Linked DNA regions of Mus musculus: region 1 is linked to region 2. Evidence: chromatin contacts called from public Hi-C data. All regions are on one chromosome and are shown on one strand. The core of a region is the stretch at or near the end of the contact, and the rest is flanking DNA. Distances in the headings are between cores, read along the strand shown. Region 1 overlaps Efemp1 (epidermal growth factor-containing fibulin-like extracellular matrix protein 1). Region 2 holds the start of Efemp1 (epidermal growth factor-containing fibulin-like extracellular matrix protein 1).

Evidence for each region. A called contact is a pair of places that touch in the nucleus more often than the background predicts.
Region 1: a Hi-C map of uterus shows a contact between it and region 2. The contact joins the enhancer-like site here to the promoter of Efemp1 in region 2. A contact is called at or near these places in 2 of 39 promoter capture datasets (the 3T3-L1 cell line and macrophages), 1 of 15 datasets of contacts at CTCF or cohesin (the NIH/3T3 cell line), 6 of 484 Hi-C or Micro-C datasets (the 3T3-L1 cell line, Sertoli cells, adipose-derived mesenchymal stem cells and 3 more), 4 of 115 datasets of contacts at active chromatin or transcription factors (cardiomyocytes, embryonic fibroblasts, embryonic stem cells and 1 more) and 3 of 9 other capture datasets (adipose tissue, liver and pancreatic islet).

What each region holds. Positions count from the first base shown.
Region 1 is chr11:28,904,158-28,910,811 of GRCm38.p6, reverse strand. Efemp1 (epidermal growth factor-containing fibulin-like extracellular matrix protein 1) reads right to left here. Exons shown (of 11, transcript NM_146015.2): 5 at 80-202. Among named protein-coding and RNA genes, the nearest start is that of Efemp1, 54 kb to the right of the region's middle. Within about 2 kb of position 4,306, at least 83 of the 459 cell types and tissues checked have an H3K27ac peak or open chromatin away from gene starts, as enhancers often do. A contact at or near this core is called in the NIH/3T3 cell line, adipose tissue, beige adipocytes and 2 more, where this site is marked.
Region 2 is chr11:28,850,879-28,856,955 of GRCm38.p6, reverse strand. Efemp1 (epidermal growth factor-containing fibulin-like extracellular matrix protein 1) reads right to left here and starts at 3,751. Exons shown (of 11, transcript NM_146015.2): 1 at 3,632-3,751; 2 at 2,402-2,491. The coding sequence starts at 2,482. Gm34185 (a long non-coding RNA gene) reads left to right here and starts at 4,448. Exons shown (of 3, transcript XR_381120.2): 1 at 4,448-4,663.

The DNA of each region.
Region 1 (6,654 bases), core at 3,057-5,556, 53 kb before region 2:
TCAACCAAGTAGGAGAGCTTTGTTTTGATGTCAAAAGATTCTCAAAACAAAATTCTTAATATTGCACCGAGGGACTTACCCACACACTGTTCACCTCGCTTCTGATACCCAGGAAGACACTGACATGTGAAGGAACCTCGTAAATTGATGCATACTTGGTCCGTTCTACAATTGTGAGTCCCTGAGGTGCACTCATCAATATCTGGGAAAGACATGCAATACAGAAAGAATTCCAGTTGCTTGTAAAGCATGAAAATGCTCTTAATTTGCACTTTGGTTTTCTTAAACTTAATTTTACTTTATTCTTAAGAAGTATTATCACACATTATGTTGGAGATATTTAAAATGAAAAAAAATATTTTAAATGCTTATGAAATAATTTCAGAGCTTTCAGAGTACACCTGAGTTTGATGCTAACAATTCTCATGCCTATCTAGCACCTTTAGCTGCTTTCAGCTATAGCAAAAGTCTTATTCTGTCTTTTTCCTTATATCTGTCACACACCACTTAATGAGTAGGCCTGGGGCCTCCCCCAAGAGAGTTTTATACATTCACTAGATAGGGATATACCTATGATAATAAACAACAGCTAGTTATAGGGCTGAGGCAGGAGGATCTCCTGTTTTGCCTGGGCTACAGAGGAAGTTCAAGCCTAGTCTTAGCACTGTCTCAAAAGTAGAAGTAAAATGGGAATAGCAACATGCATGGATAACTATTTTTATTATGAAACTCAAAATGAAAAGCATGAATTACATCATATTATGGGAAAGATACATTTGTGTAGGACAAATACATATTTCTCTAGGACATTTTACTGTTAGGAATAATTGCTACATGTGTCTTCTGTTGGAGGCAAGTCACAGGTCTACAAAAGGAGGTTAAAAGTATCACAAAATGAATTATTTCTAGATGACCAGTTAATTCTGAATAAAACCAAGACAGGCTTGCTGAGGACAAAGAAGAGTCATGTTAGATCATTACTGTGGGAGACCAGGGAAATGCCTTAAAATAGTGGGCCAATAATCAATTAGAATAAGAGCCTCTAGCAACAAGAATTAGCTGTGTCCTCTGTTCCCATCTAAAGCAGAGAATGCTCTTTGTGTAATTTTCCTTTTAATTTTTCTGTGATTTTAAGTAGAATCAAATTGTTACACTTACGCTAAGCAATGCCACAAGGTAAGCAGTTGATTTTATAGGAAGGTTGTTCTGAGATAACCCCTCCACTTAGCTGAGTGTAGAAGTAATAAGATCAATTCTTTCCAAAAGAAGAGGGGAAGAGGACAAGGATACTCGAATATAGTACAGCTGCTCATTGCACAATAACCTAGTAAGACTTTCTTTGACACATAATTCTTTGAACCTGATTTTAAACATTTAACAGAGGATCTTGTTGTTGTTCTGAAGGGTATTAACACTATTACTGCAATGCTATTTCCCAATCCACCACAAAATGACCTTTCTAGGTGCAAGGCCCTGGAGCAGCAACTCTGCTGGGAAGTTACTGCTGCCTTTCATGCCTCATTATTTTCTCAAACACACTTGATGAAAACCTTTCTACTGGGGATTCTTTGGAGCTTTATAACATGCTAATGCAGAATTCCTATTGTTTTATGTCAGGATCATTTGCCAACATTTGCAGTGATAACAGCCCTGAGAGATACAACCCTGCTAGATTCAGCTGTGGCAAGTTCCCTCTGTCCAGGCTGGCCAGAGATCAAGGACTTGGGCCTCTTGACACTGCTGAGGGAGGTCTGGTCAGTGACAGAGGCTTTTATTTTTGCAACCACGCTATGCAAACTACCTCCACCCAATCGTGTTCTTCATATCCTGCATTTTTTTTCCTACTTTCCCATCATATGTTTGGAGTGTCTTTGATAGACTAACATTTCCACTGGGATCAATGTATCACGAAAAAGGTTTTGAGCATACAAACCTGCACAGCACCTTCCTAAAAGTCTGCTTTATTTAGCTTCTGAAAAGAATTATTTAACAAAAATATTTGGTGAGTTACAGAAATTTAATAAAAGCAAAGTCCCAAATACTACTAGTACTGCCACTCCTACTACATTGTTTAATTTCTTTACCCAAAACAAAGGAAAGCTGAGATGGGACTCACTTTGATCACAAGTTAACTGACAAATGACACTTTCCATTCACCAGGACTTATAAATGCTAAAAGCAGCTTCATCTACTTTTGTGTTTATAGCCGCTCTGATTACAGTGTAGAATATTCATTCTCCTGAGCCCCCACAGTTAGCAAGTTATTTAATGCTGAAGAATATCAACAGGCTGAATGTCTGTGGACTGTTTTTACTTAAACTATCTATTTAAATGCCATAATGCTATTATTTTGAAGACCCATTATTGCTTGTTTACACACCCACACAGTCATGTTAAACCATGTTTCTAAACTCTCTTGTGCTCCTTTTTTACTTGCCTGTATTTCTTTATTATCAGAAGGTGCAGTATGAGCCGTTGCTCACTAAGCCACTGCAGCACAGTCATTGCTTTTGACTCTGTTGTTTGTAGGCAAAATTAACTTCTTACATCTGCATGGGCAATGCCCTGCTTTATTTGACAGGAAAATGACTCAGGTCAGCCATGTTTTCCTGAGAATCTAGGAGCAAGTACTCTGGGGAAAGGGTTTTCTGTTTTTGTTTTTAATTATCGATCATTTGTCCTTGACAGTTAAGCTCATTTTTTCCTGCTGACTACAATGCATGAAAAGTGATGGATTTTCAGTAAATGTTTACCCAATTAATGGATGAATGAATCATTACTGTTTCCTGGGAATTGGTGTTCAGAGTTCACAGAAAGTAAGACCTAGTGTTTTAGGTTATGGAAATAAAATTCATAAGACAGAATAACAGGTAAGAGCCAAGGAGCACAGCAGAATCAACAATTTGCCTTTGACTGGCAACAACGTAGGACTCTTGCATGAAGAAGAGTCACTAAGACTGGGATCCAGCACAAGGGGAGGCCCCAAGGCCTGACACTATTACAGAGGCTCTGGAGCACTCACAAAACAGGACCTAGCATGACTGCCTTCCAAAAGACCCAACAAGCAGCTAAAAGAGTCAGATGCAGATATTTGCATACAACCAATGGACAGAAACTGCTGATCCCTGTGGTTGAATTAGGGAAAGACTGAAAGAAGCTGAGGAGGAGGGTGACCCTGTAGGAGGAACAGCAATATCAATTAACCTGGACCCTTGAGATCTCTGATACTGGAACACCAACCAGGCAGCATACACCAGCTGATATGAGGCCACCCAACACATATATAGCAGAGGACTGCCAGGTCTATGTTTAGTCAGAGAAGATGCACCTAACCCTCAAGAGATTGGAGGCCCCAGGGAGTTTATAGGTCTGGTGAGGTGGGGGTGGGGGTGGGAACATCCTCGTGGAGACAGGGGTGCAGAGAGGAGGTATGGGATTTTGAACAGTTAGAGGGTGGACCAGGAGGGGAATAAAATTTGGAGTTTAAAATAAAATAAAATTAAAAAAAAAAAGACTGCATCATTCAGAGTGAGCAGCATTTGCCTCTGACTGGGAGCAAGGTAGAGCAGTTAACTGAGCCACAGGAGTCTCATGGACTGAGTGTATCACTGAGAGTGAGCAGAAGCTTTGCTGAGGAGGCAGGTTCTGAAGGGCAATTCAAAGGTGATGAGCTGGTATGGGGAGGAAGCTGTCTCTTAGAAGACAGGCCCCACAGAAAGAGACCCAGGAACTGCAGAGAATGGCAGCGTTCTGAAGTCAGCATGATTGTAGGAGATGTATGTGAGAAACCTGGTGCTGCGTCTGGCAAACTGTGCTCATAAAATGTTTGCTCAAGTCATTAGACAAATTCAGAGACTTTAATGTGAGATTTTTGAGGGTTTGTATTGAACACCATAGCACATAACTCTTAAAGAAGCAGCCATGGACTAATGTTAACATTACCAAGGTTGGGGGGGGGGAGGGGGAGGGAGGCAAATAACGGAATGTGATTCCTAAAATCCTACAATACTTTTAATCATTCTGATATATGGAGATTAGCTAAGGGCATTATTTAGTAATTTTCACACACACACACACACACACACACACACATCTACATTTCCGTTTTTGTGGTTTATAAAATGGTAGGTCTCCATCTTCTTGGTGCTTTAAATAATCCAACATAATAATCTTTGGTGAGCTCTCTAACAGGCTGGCCCCTAGTCAGTGGCACCACAAATCTGACATTGTTGCACAGCTAATATAGGAATAGTGTCCATTCATTGGTGTCCCTTAGGCTCCTTCTTAGGCCTTTGTTCTCTGAGTTTGGCTCCTTTCCTGTATTCTGACTCATAGTTTCCAAATCCCTGACTCACCCTGCTCCCTCTCTTATGCAACGTTTTAATCTCTGCAATGTTCTTTCCATAATTTGATAACTTACCACGACATGGAGTCACTTCATTGTGTTTTATGGGCAAGGGTAACCTGCGGTTTGAGTGCTCAGTAGTGACACTTCAGTTCACTGGTTTTGTGCTGCATTAGTTTAAGAAATGATTCCCAACTACTTTTGAAGAAGTCACTGTAGACCATCAGTAAACAAACAAAGGAGAAAGGGGGTCAAGCTCTGGCATCAGTAAACGTTTTCAGTAAGAGGAGTTGAGTGGATGAGGGCTTTAAGGATTTGGAGAATTGGTTTTATATTCAAAATTATCCTAGAAGATAAGAAAGTCACAACAATACCTAAGGACATTGTGTTCCATATCTGCTTTACTTAGTAGTGCCTACTTGTAATTACAGTCTTGGTAAGCCGTTAAAGTTGATGATTGAAATCTATCTAGAAGAAAGTAGTAATACAGCTTTTTGTAGACATTTCTTAAAATTCTAAAACAAATTGGCATCAAGTAGATACACACTTTGCTATATGGAAAGATATTTTTTTCAAAACCTACTTTTAATAATGGTTCTTTTAAAAAAAATTAGATATTTTTTATATACATTTCAAATGCTATCCTGAAAGTTCCCTATACCCTCCCCCTGCTCCCGCCCTGCTTTCCTACCCACCCACTCCTGCTTCTTGGCCCTGGCATTCCCCTGTACTGGGGCATATAAAGTTTGCAAGACCAAGGGGCCTCTCTTCCCAGTGATGGCCGACTAGGCCATCTTCTGCTACATATGCAGCTAGAGATAGGAGCTCTGGGGGTTCTGGTTAGTTCATATTGTTGTTCCACCTATAGGGTTGCAGACCCCTTCAGCTCCTTGGATGCTTTCTCTAGCTTCTCCATTGGGGGCCCTGTGTTTCATCTTATAGATGACTGTGAGCATCCACTTCTGTGTTTGCCAGGCACTGGCATAGCCTCATATGAGACAGCTATAACAGGGTCCCTTCAGCAAAATCTTTCTGGCATATGCAATAGTGTCTGGGTTTGGTGGCTGATTATGGGATGGATCTCCGGGTGGGGTAGTCTCTGGATAGTCCATCCTTTTGTCTTAGCTCCAAACTTTGTCTCTGTAACTCCAGAAAGATATTATGGAAAGATGTTATTAAAGAAGTTGGATTTCTAATGCTCTTACTCCAAGGAGCCGCATGAAACAGATGTTCTATGATATGCAGTTAACAGGAGAGAATGGAGCATGGCATTTAGATATAGAATCAGCTTCCTGGTGTTACTAAAAACTGAGTGTTGGTTCCAACACTGAGGTTCAGCTCCACTCAAAGTTTCCCTTTGTTCCTTGTAGTGTAGTTTGCTGGAGACTTCTCTACTATGAGCTGTGGGATAGCAAAGGATGTGCTGCTGTCCTGTGTATTTAAATTTTTTCTCAGGATTAGAGAGTATTGTTAATTGTGTCATACCTATGTTGGTCCCCGTGTTTCTTTTATTTAGAGTTAGATTCCTAGCTCTCTGTGTTTTCTGTTTCTCTTCCCAGTTTTTAGTCAGTTATCAACAATTTTTGTCAAAGATTTTCTGTTTCCCTTTGCTTCGTTTATAGAGTTGAGATCAGATTTATCTGGGCAAAAGGCCCAGTTCCAGTTAGCTTTTTACTCTTCTGAAAATCTCAGTAAGAATTTACCCAAGCTAAGCAGTTCTAGTGGAGAAAGAGATATTTACTGACAAAGGAGAACTGTCATCATCAAGGCCAGAGTAGATTTATAGTTCTAGATTCTTATCAATTCTGGCAAAACATAGGCAACAATTTGGTGTGCCTTAAATGATATATAAAAAAATCATTAAAATCAGCTTTTTGTCCTCTTGATGGTTCAGTTTTTGGTTTAGAAGGTAACCAAATCAAGTGTTCTGTAGAATTTTATGATATGTTGTTCCCATGTGGAAAAGAACATGCACATGTGTCAGGGCTGATCCTTCAATAGTGACGGTGGATTTTCATTGACAATGGACCCTTGCTCACTGACATTCCCATAGAATGAGAGATTTCATGTACAAGCTGGCTAGATGGGCTTCATCATATCATCAATAAACGTGAGAAGAAAACCAACTGGTTCACATGAATGTTGAATCTGTTTTATCTGTACTATCCACAAAACAAATGTACTCATTAAGTCACTGGCTGAAATGAAAGAGTAGCAAGAAAACAAAGGATCAAGTGCTCATTCTTTAGTGTCTTTGTGCACTGGCAAAGTGAGGCTGACCACACCCAGAGCACTAAAGCAACATTTTC
Region 2 (6,077 bases), core at 2,502-5,001:
TTCACTATACTTGGGAATAACTAAAAATTTTAAATTGCCCTTTTAGGTATACACTAGAGCAACTGTTTCCTTCATTTAATAGCTTTACTTCAAGATGTACTACATTTTTGATTATTTTAATATGAAACATAGTTCTGCTGTTACAATAGATATAGAGGACAGGACAAAAAAAACCAGACCAGTTCTCAATGGCTAATTGGTTAATATGACCCAGGAATTTCTTCCTTCATAACTTTATTAACCACTTGTCTCTCCACAAGACCCACCATCCTGAATATTCTACCTGAATTTCATCAGATTCTAAAAATGACCTTCCTCGCAATGTGACACCTTCCTTAGAACAACCTGAGCTCGGAACCTCCATCAAGACCCAGAATTAAGTTATTCTCTTTTATATTAGCACCAACATTATCTACCTCTGCCTTTTCTATTTCTTTAGTGATTGGTATAATCTATGATACTGTTATTTAAAAGCTTTGTAGATCTTTACAATATCTTCTGTGATACAGAAGGCTGAATTCAGTAAACAAATAATGTAAACTTCTTTGATAGTGAAAGAATTGCTTATGTAGATATTTGTCCAATAGTATGTTAGTGAACCCTATCTCTAGTATGAAAGGGGAATATAAGACTGCCTGTTTTATAGATGCCATGCTTTCAAACCATGCCAACATGGCAGCTCATTTGAATAATTGCACGATAAATAAGGAAGACTTGTAGTTTGTTTTAGGTATAAAGCATGTTGCATGGCTTCATTTAACATGGCTCTACTATTAAGGCTAGCCTGAAGATAGTTTCCAGACTTCAGTTCAGCCTTAAGGCAAGTGGGTAACCTATCTGTTCTTTTATTCTAGCGTTGGAAGGATCATAGCACTCACCTCATACTGAGGTGATTAAGAATAGTCACTCCTGGTCTTTTAATCATCTGTTAATGGGTGTACACATCTTAAAAAAGAATAGGCTTAATCTGTCATCTCTTAGCACAAAATGGGCATCATATCTGGAAGGCCTTCATTACAATTCTAAAATTGAAGGGCTTAAACCACAATGGATACTTTCTACTGAAAACAAATAAGTTGTAGGTGATGGGGAAATGGAGGAGGCATGAGATAAGCAATTCAAGTGATAATATCTGCCTAGAAAACTAAGACAGATGATGATGCATTCAAGGCCAGAATGGGCTACATAATGAGTTCCAGGACAACTTCTCAGAAAAGGAGTAAACTCTTTTACTGAATATACAAGTAGACGATTTAATCCTAACTCACTGAGAGGGCAGTAAGTTTAACCTGAATAACAAAACATCCTCATTTGAAGATAAACAGCACATACTTTCATTTTCCTCTATTTGTTTTAATGTTAAAATAACACAATACTTTTACTCAATAATTTTATTTACAGTTGTTCTGAGCAGCAGAAGGGAACATCTGCAGGACGGGTAATACTGTTCTAGGGATAACATGATGCAAAAGTGAGATAATGTTTATTATTAGTAATTGATATTAGCTCACTTCTGAGTTTTACTTTAAAAACATTTATACTCTTTTGAATAGGATTACTTAATTTTAAGAATTGGAAAGAAGTATGAAAATGTGTTTTTCATATACTCACCCAGGACAAATGTCATTCATCTCAGAACACTGAATGAGAGTTAGAAAACAACACAGAACAAAGGCCTCATCCCAGCCACATGAGCCTGCTCTGCCCTCTCCTGACATGTCTATTTAGGGCTGTGGGAGGGATTAGATGATATTTTAAATATTTTATTAAACATTGGTTATACTGACGCAACTAACTGGCCAAATATGACTAAGAAATGCCAGAGATGCAAATAGAAGTTGCAAGACCAAGATGCACACAGTGTGCTTTAAATCCACGTTGGCAAATACTGTCTGCTGGTGACAGTTAAACTATCTGCAGTACTTTTACATGAATAGACAGCCTTTCTGAATCCAAGAATGAGAACTTCACGAGGACAGGCACAGATGAGCTAGTGTAATTACACCATACATTCTTATTTGCTTTGCGTGTTATTCTGCATATATTGATTGCATCTGCACATACCCAGGCTCCCAGAGTCCTCAAACCCATCAATTCATTGCATGTCTTCGAAATATGGAGCTTACACAGATTTGAATTTTAAAAGAGTTCATTTTTGGCTTTGCACAAATCATTTTATTTTGCATCTAGCTTACAAACCATTCATCGCAGGTGATCTAGATGCACCTTTGAAAAGACCCAGCACGATTTACCAGGAGTCCTAAACCTGAGTCATATTAAAGTGTTGTTTAATTTATTTTGCTTCGCAGAATACTGCCCACTTGTCCTGGCAGAGACCAGTTAATTCTTGTATCCCAGACTACTACTCAATTCTTGTATCTCAAATGTCATCATGCCTTACCGTGTATGTGATGGTTTCCTCGGTGTACTGTGACTTGACCAGCGCCAGAGTCAGCATAGTTAGGAAAAGTGTTTGCAACATCGTGATTCTCTACGGGAAATGGGACAAAGAGATGTTTAGTATCAACTGCCTAGAAAATCAAAACTTTATCAGTGAAGAAACTGACAAGAAAAGGAGAATGGAGAGCTCCAAATACCCTCCTTCCAGTCTGCTTTCTCACCAGCCACCCAAATAAGCAAGACAGGAGAAACTACAGTAGAAATGCATTACTTCACTGCATCCATCCTGTACCAAGGTTGTTCAGCGTGTGTTTATACCACACCTACTCATAAAGCTCCAGAAAACGGTAGTCAAAAGGGGATATAGAATATGATCGATTCCATCCCTCTTCCCCCTTGGAGGTGGAAACGGGGGCGCAGCATCTGTCTATTTTCTGAAACTGTAGAGTACCCACCCACGGCTCAGCTGTACCTGAAGTTCCACCCAGCTCAGCGAAAGATACCTGCAAACCAGTATCAGTTATATGCCCGCAGACTTTATTGTCTTAAAAAAAAAAAGTCTAAAATACCCAAACAAAACTCGAAGAGCTATCGATCTCACAGTTCCCGATAGAATACCCCACAGAGCTTCTAACTCACTGCAGGGTGACTTCTCTAGTTCCCACTCTTAAAGCTCCATTTCCATACACACTCTTGGCGCACAATCAGCAGCTCAAAGTCACTGATCCCTTTTCCCCTCGTTCTCAGGTCTCAAAATGTGCTATGCACAGGGTCTAGGCTGCCTAAGGTAGGAGGACTTCAGACAGCTTTGCAGCACAGGGAACCAGTTTGGGGGAGGGGGTTCCTAGCCTGATGCCTGCAGGGAAGTGAGCTCAGCTTTCTTAGATGTAAGGCGTCTGTCAGCGGGAGTCCTTGAGCGCTTTAGCTTCCAACCAACCGCTGGGCAATCCAGGTGCCTTTCAAATCCCATACCTCAGTCACGGAACCTAGAGACCAGAGTCACCAGCAAAACTCTCTGGGTTGATAGCGCGCTTACTCTACCTATCCCAACAAATGTCACCCAAGTACTGGCACAGGCTGACAGATTGTGATCCCAGACCAGCAAGTCCACCTCCATCTTCTCTGTACAGTTTCACAGTCGGGGACAGTTCTTGGGTCGCCCTACCATACTTCCCGGTATAGCTCTCGCTGGTATAGCGCAGATCTTGCGACCTCGGCTTTGGGCTCCTACCTGCGGGGGGGCCGCGCAACTTTCCTGCCCGGGCAGCGAAGGAGTGCGTAGGGGAGGGCAGCCTGGTAGGTCTGAACTGGCGAGGTCTGGCTGCAGCAGCAGCCACAGGAGGAGGAAAAAGGGAGGAGAAGTAGGGCGAAGGGGGGCGGAGGAGAGAGAGGGAGGCGCAAGCGCCCTGCCCAGGCTTCCAACCACGCGGGAAGGCGCGCCTTTTGGCGTTGGGGTCTAGGGGCCCAGTTATCCTCTGCATTAGGCCCCTTGGTACCCTGATTCACAGGAATTTGAGACACAACTAATATCGAAATATCACTTCCATGGAGCTTTTAGACTTTGCAGAAATGGCTTAAATTCCTTTTAGCTCAACAAGTGATTCCTGGGAGAATAAATTAAAGCTATTAACAGAACTGGTCCTTTATTTTTCATTTCAGATTTTTATTTTTGGAGGGGGTGTGTTTTGTCAGCTTCCTCAAATGGTGAAAGGTGAGAATGAACGTGTTCATTTCTGGGCCTACTAGGTGCTAGGTGTTAGGAGTGAGCCAAATGGAACTCATGTTAACAAAATATGTGCCATCCTGAGGTGTGTGTCTTGCCTCCACCCCCAACCCCGTGTGTGTGTGTGTGTGTGTGTGTGTGTGTGTCCGTGTGTGTGAACTCCTCTCCTTCCTTCCTTATCTACAGTTTCTCATTTCTCCTGATTACTGCCCATCCAAATTAAATTAGGCATTTTTCTTGCGTCTTTCATAATAATGGTGGAATTTCAGGAATCTGAAGAGAGAGTCCCGCCCCACCCCCCTTTATCAAGTCATACCACACAAATTGCAGCTATTCCTGATAGCTTCTCCCACCCCACAGTTAGGCAGTTACTTCCCTTTGGTTTCAGATATGCCTTTTAAGAACGAAGTCACCAAATGCAATTTGAGAAGTAACAGAACCTGCTAACTTGGAGGAGCTAAGGACTGCCCTGTCCAGGGGCATATTGCAGAGGCTGTGGAAGTGGCAAGTTGGTAGAGACTGCTGGAGAGCAGCTTTCAGGTGATTACGGCTCTTCTGTCTTCTGGGTGGGTGGGTTAAGTAGATATTGACATCCAATGGTGATCCTGACCAGTACTGGTGACAGGCTATCCAGTACTGCACAGGATCAGATCTGCAGAACTTACTAAGTATGGAAGGCGTTGATGACTGTAGCAAAGACATTTACTACTAAGTTTCCCTGACCCTACTTGTCACCAATGTCCCCAAACCGCTTTTCTTTGAAAAAACAGATTCTCTGTTACCAGACAGTAAAAATATCTCTCTATGTGTCTGCTTATTTAAACTCATTTCAGCTCGTTCTTTGGAGCAATGAGGTAAAAAGCTCCCAATCTTCCATCTGCAGTGCAGTGATCTTTCTGCACACCCACTTGCTGGTTTACTGCCTTAATTTAGACATCTGATGGGCATTTCAGACCGAACACATTCCAGCCGCATCCTCTCCCTCAGGCTGCTCCACCCATCAGTTTCACCATCTCAATCAATCGGAATTTCATCTCTCCTCCTGCCCATGTCCAGCCAGCTTCATTTATTTGCATAGTTCATTGAGTTCTTTAGAAAACTATGCTGACTTTCTCTCTGAGATAGATTCAGAACTGGACCATTTCTCATATCTTTGCAGCCACCCTGATTTAGCATTTTCCATCTGGATTATTGTAAAAACGATGGATTGATCTTTCTGTGCGTACCTTTGGATCTCTGCAGCTGTTCCCATCAGAAGTTCCCGTAAATAGAATCATACAGTATATAATTGCTTTGGATCTGTTTTTCTTCACTCTGTGCTTTTGAGATGAACCCTTGTTAGAAGTTCTTTTTTTTTTTTTTTTTTTTTTTCATTGTTGCATGGCATTCAGTTGTATGGTTGTCCCTCAGATTTTCTGCTGGCTTTTTAATTGATCTTTGGATTGTTTATAAGTAAAGCTTGTCTGGGTATTCATTTAGAAATTTTTGAGTAGGCATGAACATTTTCTTTTAGGTGAATATCGGAGGAGTAGAATTGTATGTTTTTTTTTGTTTGTATTTTTTTGTTTTTCCATTTTTTATTAGGTATTTAGCTCATTTACATTTCCAATGCTATACCAAAAGTCCCCCATACCCACCCACCCCCACTCCCCTACCCACCCACTCCCCCTTTTTGGCCCTGGCGTTCCCCTGTACTGGGGCATATAAAGTTTGTGTGTCCAATGGGCCTCTCTTTCCAGTGATGGCCGACTAGGCCATCTTTTGATCCATATGCAGCTAGAGTCAAGAGCTCCGGGGTACTGGTTAGTTCATAATGTTGTTCCACCTATAGGGTTGCAGATCCCTTTAGCTCCTTGGGTTCTTTCTCTAGCTCCTCCATTGGGAGCCCTGTGATCCATCCATTAGCTGACTGTGAGCATCCACTTCTGTGTTTGCTAGGCCCCGGCATAGTCTC